2 separate regions of the Mus musculus genome follow, and region 1 is linked to region 2. A link is a contact called in public promoter capture Hi-C data. All regions are on one chromosome and are shown on one strand. The core of a region is the stretch at or near the end of the contact, and the rest is flanking DNA. Distances in the headings are between cores, read along the strand shown.

Region 1 (3,166 bases), core at 592-3,091, 150 kb before region 2:
TCCCTTCCGAAACCTCACCTCCTCATTCTGGTAGGCAGTCACAGCTATGAACTGGGTCTCGGGAAAGCAGTGGCTGGTGATCATGCGTTGCGGGCCCCCAACTCTCACGATGTGAATCCGAGGTTCATACTTATGCAAGGAGTTTAACATGATCTGCAGGAGATACAGAGCAAGAATGCAGACCTGCGTGCAGGCCTACCTTAATACCGCAGCAGCATCCACAGGAACTGCTCAGGAAGAAACATGGATCCAGCCACAGAAAGTCTTCAGGAAACTGCCAGCAGTATGGAGGGCATGGGGTCCATTTTACACATCTGCTTCCCACAGATGGTCTGGAACTGGGATGGGAGATACGCTATACACCATTAAACCCTGCCGGCATAAGGCCACAAACAACTTTAAATGCCTGGCTTGGTGGCAACTTGGAGTGAGTTTTCTTGGAAACAGGCCCCAATTAAAGACTTTTCAGAAGGGTGGAATGTGCACATTTGTGCAGAGTAGCCAGTGTCCCCTTTTGACTTTAAAGTGACTGAGGATTCGGAACCAATGCTCACCTATGGCCAGAGCCAGTTCCCAAGCGGCAGGCCTTCTTCAACCCTTCCAAGGTGAGGGAGAACTCCCAGTTCCCTTTGCCAGGCCCTGCTTAACCCTCATCAGCTTAATATAAACAGTACTAAAGATTTAATTGGGGAAGGAGGCCACGGTGGCTTCTGTGGGGCTGACAAAGGCTGGTGGTGTCTTTCTAAGCTCCCAGCCAGGCTCTTCCCTTCGGCCTGGGGCCCAGAGGCTGTCTTCTGCACTGGCTTACCTGTCCCCCTCCATTGAGCTTGTTGGTGAGTTTGACTTTGCTGAAAGACACAGGCGCCTTCATCCAGTGGGCCCCAAAATTGGGCGAGTCTGGGTGGATGTAGACGCAGCTGGGCGCCTGAGGCTCTGGTTTGCCCCCAGGTACCCACTCCCCGTTCACATATTTCCAGCGGTGGTTGTCAGCCGTCACGAAGTCCAGCAAGAAAGAGTACATGGCATTGGGGTCCAGGCCTGACACATTTACCTTCAGCACCGGGAACATCCTCCTGGAAAAGACAGCGCACGGCAGGAGGACCCATCCGTTGGAGAGGGGGAGCCTGCACTAAGTGTTTGATGCCGGCCAAAGAGGAGGACCCCGGCAACCGGTCTCGCAAGCATCTTTGCCTGAACTTTCTCAGTTCAGGAACCAAATCATCTCCCCCCACTAAGCCCACGGGTTCTCGGGACAGCAGAGGGACAAATCTAGCCAAGGGTTTCGGCCCCCTAGGCAAACCTGGTCATTCCAGTATACACCTAGGAACCCTAGAGTTCGAATGCCTCCTTCCTCCTCAGGTTTCGTCAGGGGGAAAGTTCCCGAGAAACCAAGGTTTAGGAATCCTCTGGGGAGCTGTTAACTCAGCGGGAAGAAACAAAGTCGGCCGGTTGGGAAGAAAAGATGCTCTCCCCGAGGCGAGGGGCACTCGCCAGGCCCCAGACTGCCGGCTTGCAGCACGCACCTACCTGCCGTTCTTGGTCACAATCATCTCGTTAGTTAGCTCCTTGAAGCGCAGCCACAGCTCGCTCTCCTCCAGGCCCACTCGCAGTTCGCGTTCGGTGGGGTCTCCCTTCTCGCTGCCCGCCTGCAGCTCGCTCTCCACGGCGCTGAGCAGGTGGTCCACTCGGTACTGCAGGCTCTTCCCTGCGCTCTCTGTGCCCGGCGAGCTCATCCTCCCGCCACCCTCTCCACCTTCCAGGAGTCTTGACTCCCTACCCAACAGCCACCTTCACTTCTCTCGCCACCGCTTTTCCAAGAAAAAGGGTCACTCTGCGGAGCCCAAAGATTACACCTGGGTCCCTGCACATTCGCCAAAGGAGCACCGAGATCGGGATGAGGGGGGAAGGGGGCGGGGATGGGGGAGAGGGCCTGGGGAGCCGTGGCTCCACTTGAACTCCCGCAAGGCGCGACAAGAGTAAGTCTCTGGGGAAGAGAAAAATGGGTCCCCTCCCCATAAATACAGCCGAGGTGGCCTCGCAGGGGGGTGCGGCGGATTGGGCGGGACACCCTTTGAAGTACCGAGCAGCTGCCCATTGGCGGTGCGCGGCCATATCAGACTGGCCGGGCGGGCCCGGAGGCTGGGGGCCAACAATGGGCTCCAGCGCGCGCTTCCTGTAAGGAAAGCGTCGGGCGCAGTCCCGACACCCCCGCCCTCCCCCAAATGTTTGCACCTCCATCAAAGCGGCGGGGCGGACCCTGGGGGAGGGAGGGCGAGAAGCCGGGCTGGAGCCACCCAGGACCCTGGCTCCTAGAGCCACTGCTAAACTCTCCACTCCCACGCGCTGTCCAAGCGCACACCGGCGCCTGCGACTTTGCCCCGCGGAGTGTCCACGCTGCGCGCACCTGAGAGGGACTTCGGCGGATCGGCGTCTCCCGGGTCTCCTTGACCTCTCCAAAGCCTCAGCCTCCCCAGGTGTGGCAGCTTTGGGACACGTCCCCTCGCCCCATGGACTGCCACTAACTCCCACCTCGGCATCCAGGTCCCCCACGACCTTCACCTGCGTGGAGAGGGAAGCTCAATGCGGATCTGTCCAGAGAGGGAAATAGACGAACAGATAGCGACCCTAGTAGGAGGTGTCCTCGCGTCCCACATAAAAGCTGGACTTTGACGGTGGATGCGCCTGCACCGAATGTGGCCCCGGGAGTCCCTGGTCTCTTTGCGCCGGGGATTGTTGGAACGCATGCTGCGCGCGTTTCCCTACCCGCCTCGCCATGCGGTGTGGGCAGCAGTTGGTTTATTGCCTCTCGGTGAGAACCTCTGCCGGGAGAGTGAGGGGAAGGTGACAAAGAGCAGGAAATAGTTCAATGGGGTCTCTTTAAACAATAACATTCCTCTAAAACGGGAGCCCAGGAAGCGGGAAGGAAGCCAGAGCTCGCGCCCAGCTCTTTAACGAGACTCTGGGTTCCAGCCTCCGTTTCCCCGTCTTCCACTCTCCTATCCTATCCCGAAGCTCCTTGGAAGAGGCCCCTGAATCAGGTGGGGGCACTCAATTCTGAGTTCGTTGTCTCTCTGAGAGTCTCCCTGGGAAGTCTTTGGGGTCGGAGTTGTGGGTTCTACCTGCCCCTACTTCTGGGAGAGACGGTTTTCCAGGAGCCAACCTCTGG
Region 2 (3,410 bases), core at 154-2,653:
TAAGTATTTACTATTAACTACAATACTACTGTAGACTGGCTGGCCTTGAACTCAAGAGATCCTCCAGCTTGTCTCCCTTGTGCTGGGATTAAAGGCGAATGCCACCACTGGCAGGCTCGGTATTGACCACTGAGAAGAAAATTAAAAAGCAGCCCTCCACTTATCTAACTTTAAAATCACAAGAAAATAAAACTATGCTTGGAAATATTGTAATCGGTTTCTAAATTTTGTGAGATCCTTAAAATAGAATCAGGCACCAGGAAATTATAACTGAAAATGAATTCTGGAAAGTGCTTCTTCAACCTCTCAATGTCAAGCCCTCGGGACACACACCTTGCAAGTAAATGCCTCTTCTCAGACGCACTGCGTGGCTGCGACACATGATTGTCCGGTCCCCCTCCCCCAAGCACCGTCAAATGGAAAACAAACAAACAAAAAAACAAACAAAAAACCAAAAAAAAAAAAAAACCCCGCCCTCTGTGCTGCAAATTCTAGCTCCCATTACCCGGATCCCGGCACATTCCAGCACCGCTCCCGCCAAGTCCCGGGCCGGGAGACGAGGAGGGGGATGGTAGCACCCAGTGTCCCCACGTCAACCCACGCAAGGGCATCCTGACTGCCTGCCCAGGAGCGGTGTTCGTCCGGTCGGTCACGAGCCGGAGCGGCGTCCCTGCAGTCACACCGCGTCTTTCAGTCAAGGACTGGAGCTCTGTTCCCTGTCACCAGCCATTCCCTGGGTCGTCCTGCCCGGGAGCGCTGTCCGCTCGGTCACTTGTCGTCCTCTCAGTCACGGGTGGGAGCGCTGTCCCCTCGGGCATGGGTGGGAGAGGCGTCCCCTCCGGCACAGGTTGGGGCGGGGTCCCCAGTCACACCATGTCTTTCAGTTCGCGGGGCTGGAGCTGTTCCCTGTCACCTGCCATTCCCTAGGTCGCCTTAACCAAGAGCGCTGTACCCTCAGTAACCTGCGGTCCCTTAGGTCACGGGTGGGAGCTACGTCCCCTGAGTCCTGCTGTCCCTTCAGGCACGGGTGTGAGCGCTGTCCCTTCTGCCCTCCTAGTCACAGGTAGGAGCGCCATCCCCTCGGTCACTTGCTGTACCCTCGGGAGCGCCGTCCCCTCGGGCACCGGTAGGAGCGCGTTCCACCCGTGCGCCGCTCTCCTACCTTGGCACGGCGCCGCAGGGTTTTCCCGCAGCGGGCGGCTCCCCCACGGCCTACCATGACGCTCACCTCATGAGATAGTCCCGGAAGTCCTTGCTCCGGACATAGTCCGCCGCTTTGCGCACCAGCGCTCCAGCCATGGCCGTGCCGTTGGCGGTGAAGCCGCTACCTAGACAGATGACACCGCTGTGGACTCGGCTGAGGCCCTCGGCGCTCTCACCCCAGCGCCCGCCTCACGACACTCGGAGAAGCCTTACGACCGCTCGGCGCTCCACCAATGAGAACGCGCTAGACCGCAGAGCGCGTCCGGGATTGGCTGCCGCGGTCGACACACCCCCCGCCTGCCCTCGGGGCGGTGCGCGCCGCGGGGCTGCCGTCGTAAAAGGGCCCGGCGGCCCGGACGACTGGCGGTTGCTAGGGGCTGCGAGGGTGACACTCCTCTGCCCGGGGGTCCTGGGCAGGCTTCCGGGGTCTCAGCGGGGCGTGGTGGGCAGGTCGGGCTCCTGTCACCCCTCGCCTGTCCCTTTGCCCCGCGGGCGGCTGCACAGAGACGGTGAGATCCTGCAAACCGGCGGCGACCGGCTTGGGATGGAGTCACCGAGTGCAGAGGAGGGAGGCAGTTAAAAATAGCTAAGAGCCTCAGTCTCCAGAAGTGTGGCTGCCCACGTGTGGAAAGCACAGGTTACATAAGTGCCCGGAGCGTGCATACTGCAGCTTTAGCCTGTACACCCGCAGAGGCTCAGAGCCACACCCCAGACATGGCGGGGGGGGGGGGGGCAGAATGCAGAGAGAGTTGAGCCGGAGGTAATGAGAAGGGCCTGGCTACATTTCCTGTCACCACTACCACTCTTGAGGAGAGGAAAGGTGACAGAATCCCTTCCGCCGTAAACCGGATCGCGTGAAGAACACAACTGCCTTCAGGCTGCTCGCAGCCACACCCGAGTAGGCCACACCGCGCTAAGGGTCGCTAAGGCCCGTCCCCTGAGTTCGTGCCAGTGTCAGTCTTTGTTTACCAAAAGGAGGCTGAAGACGACCTTCCCCTTATAGGGAAGGGTCTGCAGGGCCCGGACTGCAGCGCTCTTGCCAGGTTTGCTCCGGAAGCCCTGGCTGTGTTCCATCTCCAGCACTGCCGTAAACCAGGCTGGGTGGTGGGAAGTTCAAGGTCACCACTGAGTCCTCGGGGTGGGGCTTGGGGCGAAAGTTATTAAACGAATGGTAATCTTCTGTGGTTTTCCCCTTCTATGCATAGTAAATATGTGCAGCTTTTCTCAGATTTAATTTTTGCCGGTTTATTCTAACAATCTTCCGAGAATAGAGGGGACTCTCTTCCTTACCAAAACCGAACCTGAAGCGGGCCTTGGTGGCAAATGAGTTTGATCCCAGCACCGAAGATGCAGAGGCAGAGGCAGAGGCAGGAGGATTTGAGTTCAAGGCCAGCCGTGTCTATATAGCTAGTTCTGTAGCCCTGGCTACTCAGAGAAACCCTGTCTCAAACAAAATTTAAAAAACGAAAAACAAAAAACAAGGCCAGGCAAAAAAAACAAAACAAAAAAAAAAAAAAACACACAAACAGCAACAACAACAAAAGCACAATTTGGGGATTATACCTCAAATCAAGGAAAGTTGAGTAATTTAGAATGCCACTGGGGAATATGAAGTCTGGAATGCACTGGCAGAAATGAATATAGGAAGTTAAACCAAACACTCAAGGGAATGCATAAGTATTAAGAATGGACATTCCCTTTGGCCAGCAATTCCTTTCTAGAGCTGTCCCTGGAAAGGCTAGTTTGTGGAGCTTATTTTAATATGGAAACAATCCTCAAGGCGTTCCAGCGTGTGTCATAGTGTGTAACTTAGCAGGTGAGAGAGAAAAGAGGACCCATTCAAGGCTGGCCTGCGCTACATGACATCCTGTCTTAAATAACTGCAAATTAGTAATAAACCAGGCCTGGTAGTGTACACTTTTATCCTAACAAGTGGGAGGCAGAGGTAGGCAGACCTCCTATGAGTTCTGAGACCAGTCTGGTTTAGATAGCGACTAGGCAAGAAAACAAGTTATTTATGTTCTAGTGCTAAGTAATTATAGTATTTATCTGCAGGAAAAAATGTGTGGACTATTGTATAAAGTATGTTACTCATTTGTGCTCAGCGATGTTTTTGTGTGCAAAGATATTGGGACAACACTGACAGTGGCTACCCCTAAGTGTAACGGAAGGGACATGAGATGGAGGAAAGTAATTTTTTTTTTTAC

The links. Promoter capture Hi-C pulls out the DNA fragments that hold promoters and counts their contacts.
Region 1: a promoter capture Hi-C map of the HPC-7 cell line shows a contact between it and region 2. The contact joins the promoter of T here to the promoter of Mpc1 in region 2. A contact is called at or near these places in 9 of 39 promoter capture datasets (the 3T3-L1 cell line, the C10 cell line, the HPC-7 cell line and 5 more), 8 of 484 Hi-C or Micro-C datasets (embryonic stem cells and nephron progenitors), 4 of 115 datasets of contacts at active chromatin or transcription factors (embryonic basal ganglia, embryonic stem cells and stem cell-derived neural progenitor cells) and 1 of 9 other capture datasets (pancreatic islet).

Annotation. Positions count from the first base shown.
Region 1 is chr17:8,433,098-8,436,263 of GRCm38.p6, reverse strand. It overlaps T (brachyury, T-box transcription factor T), which reads right to left and starts at 1,841. Exons shown (of 8, transcript NM_009309.2): 1 at 1,528-1,841; 2 at 809-1,073; 3 at 19-153. The coding sequence starts at 1,733. LOC115486424 reads right to left here. Exons shown (of 3, transcript XM_030250191.1): 2 at 2,764-2,819; 3 at 1,736-2,559. The coding sequence starts at 2,775. The coding sequence ends at 1,774. RefSeq lists a promoter at 1,726-2,384.
Region 2 is chr17:8,281,780-8,285,189 of GRCm38.p6, reverse strand. Mpc1 (mitochondrial pyruvate carrier 1) reads right to left here and starts at 1,403. Exons shown (of 5, transcript NM_018819.5): 1 at 1,229-1,403. The coding sequence starts at 1,299.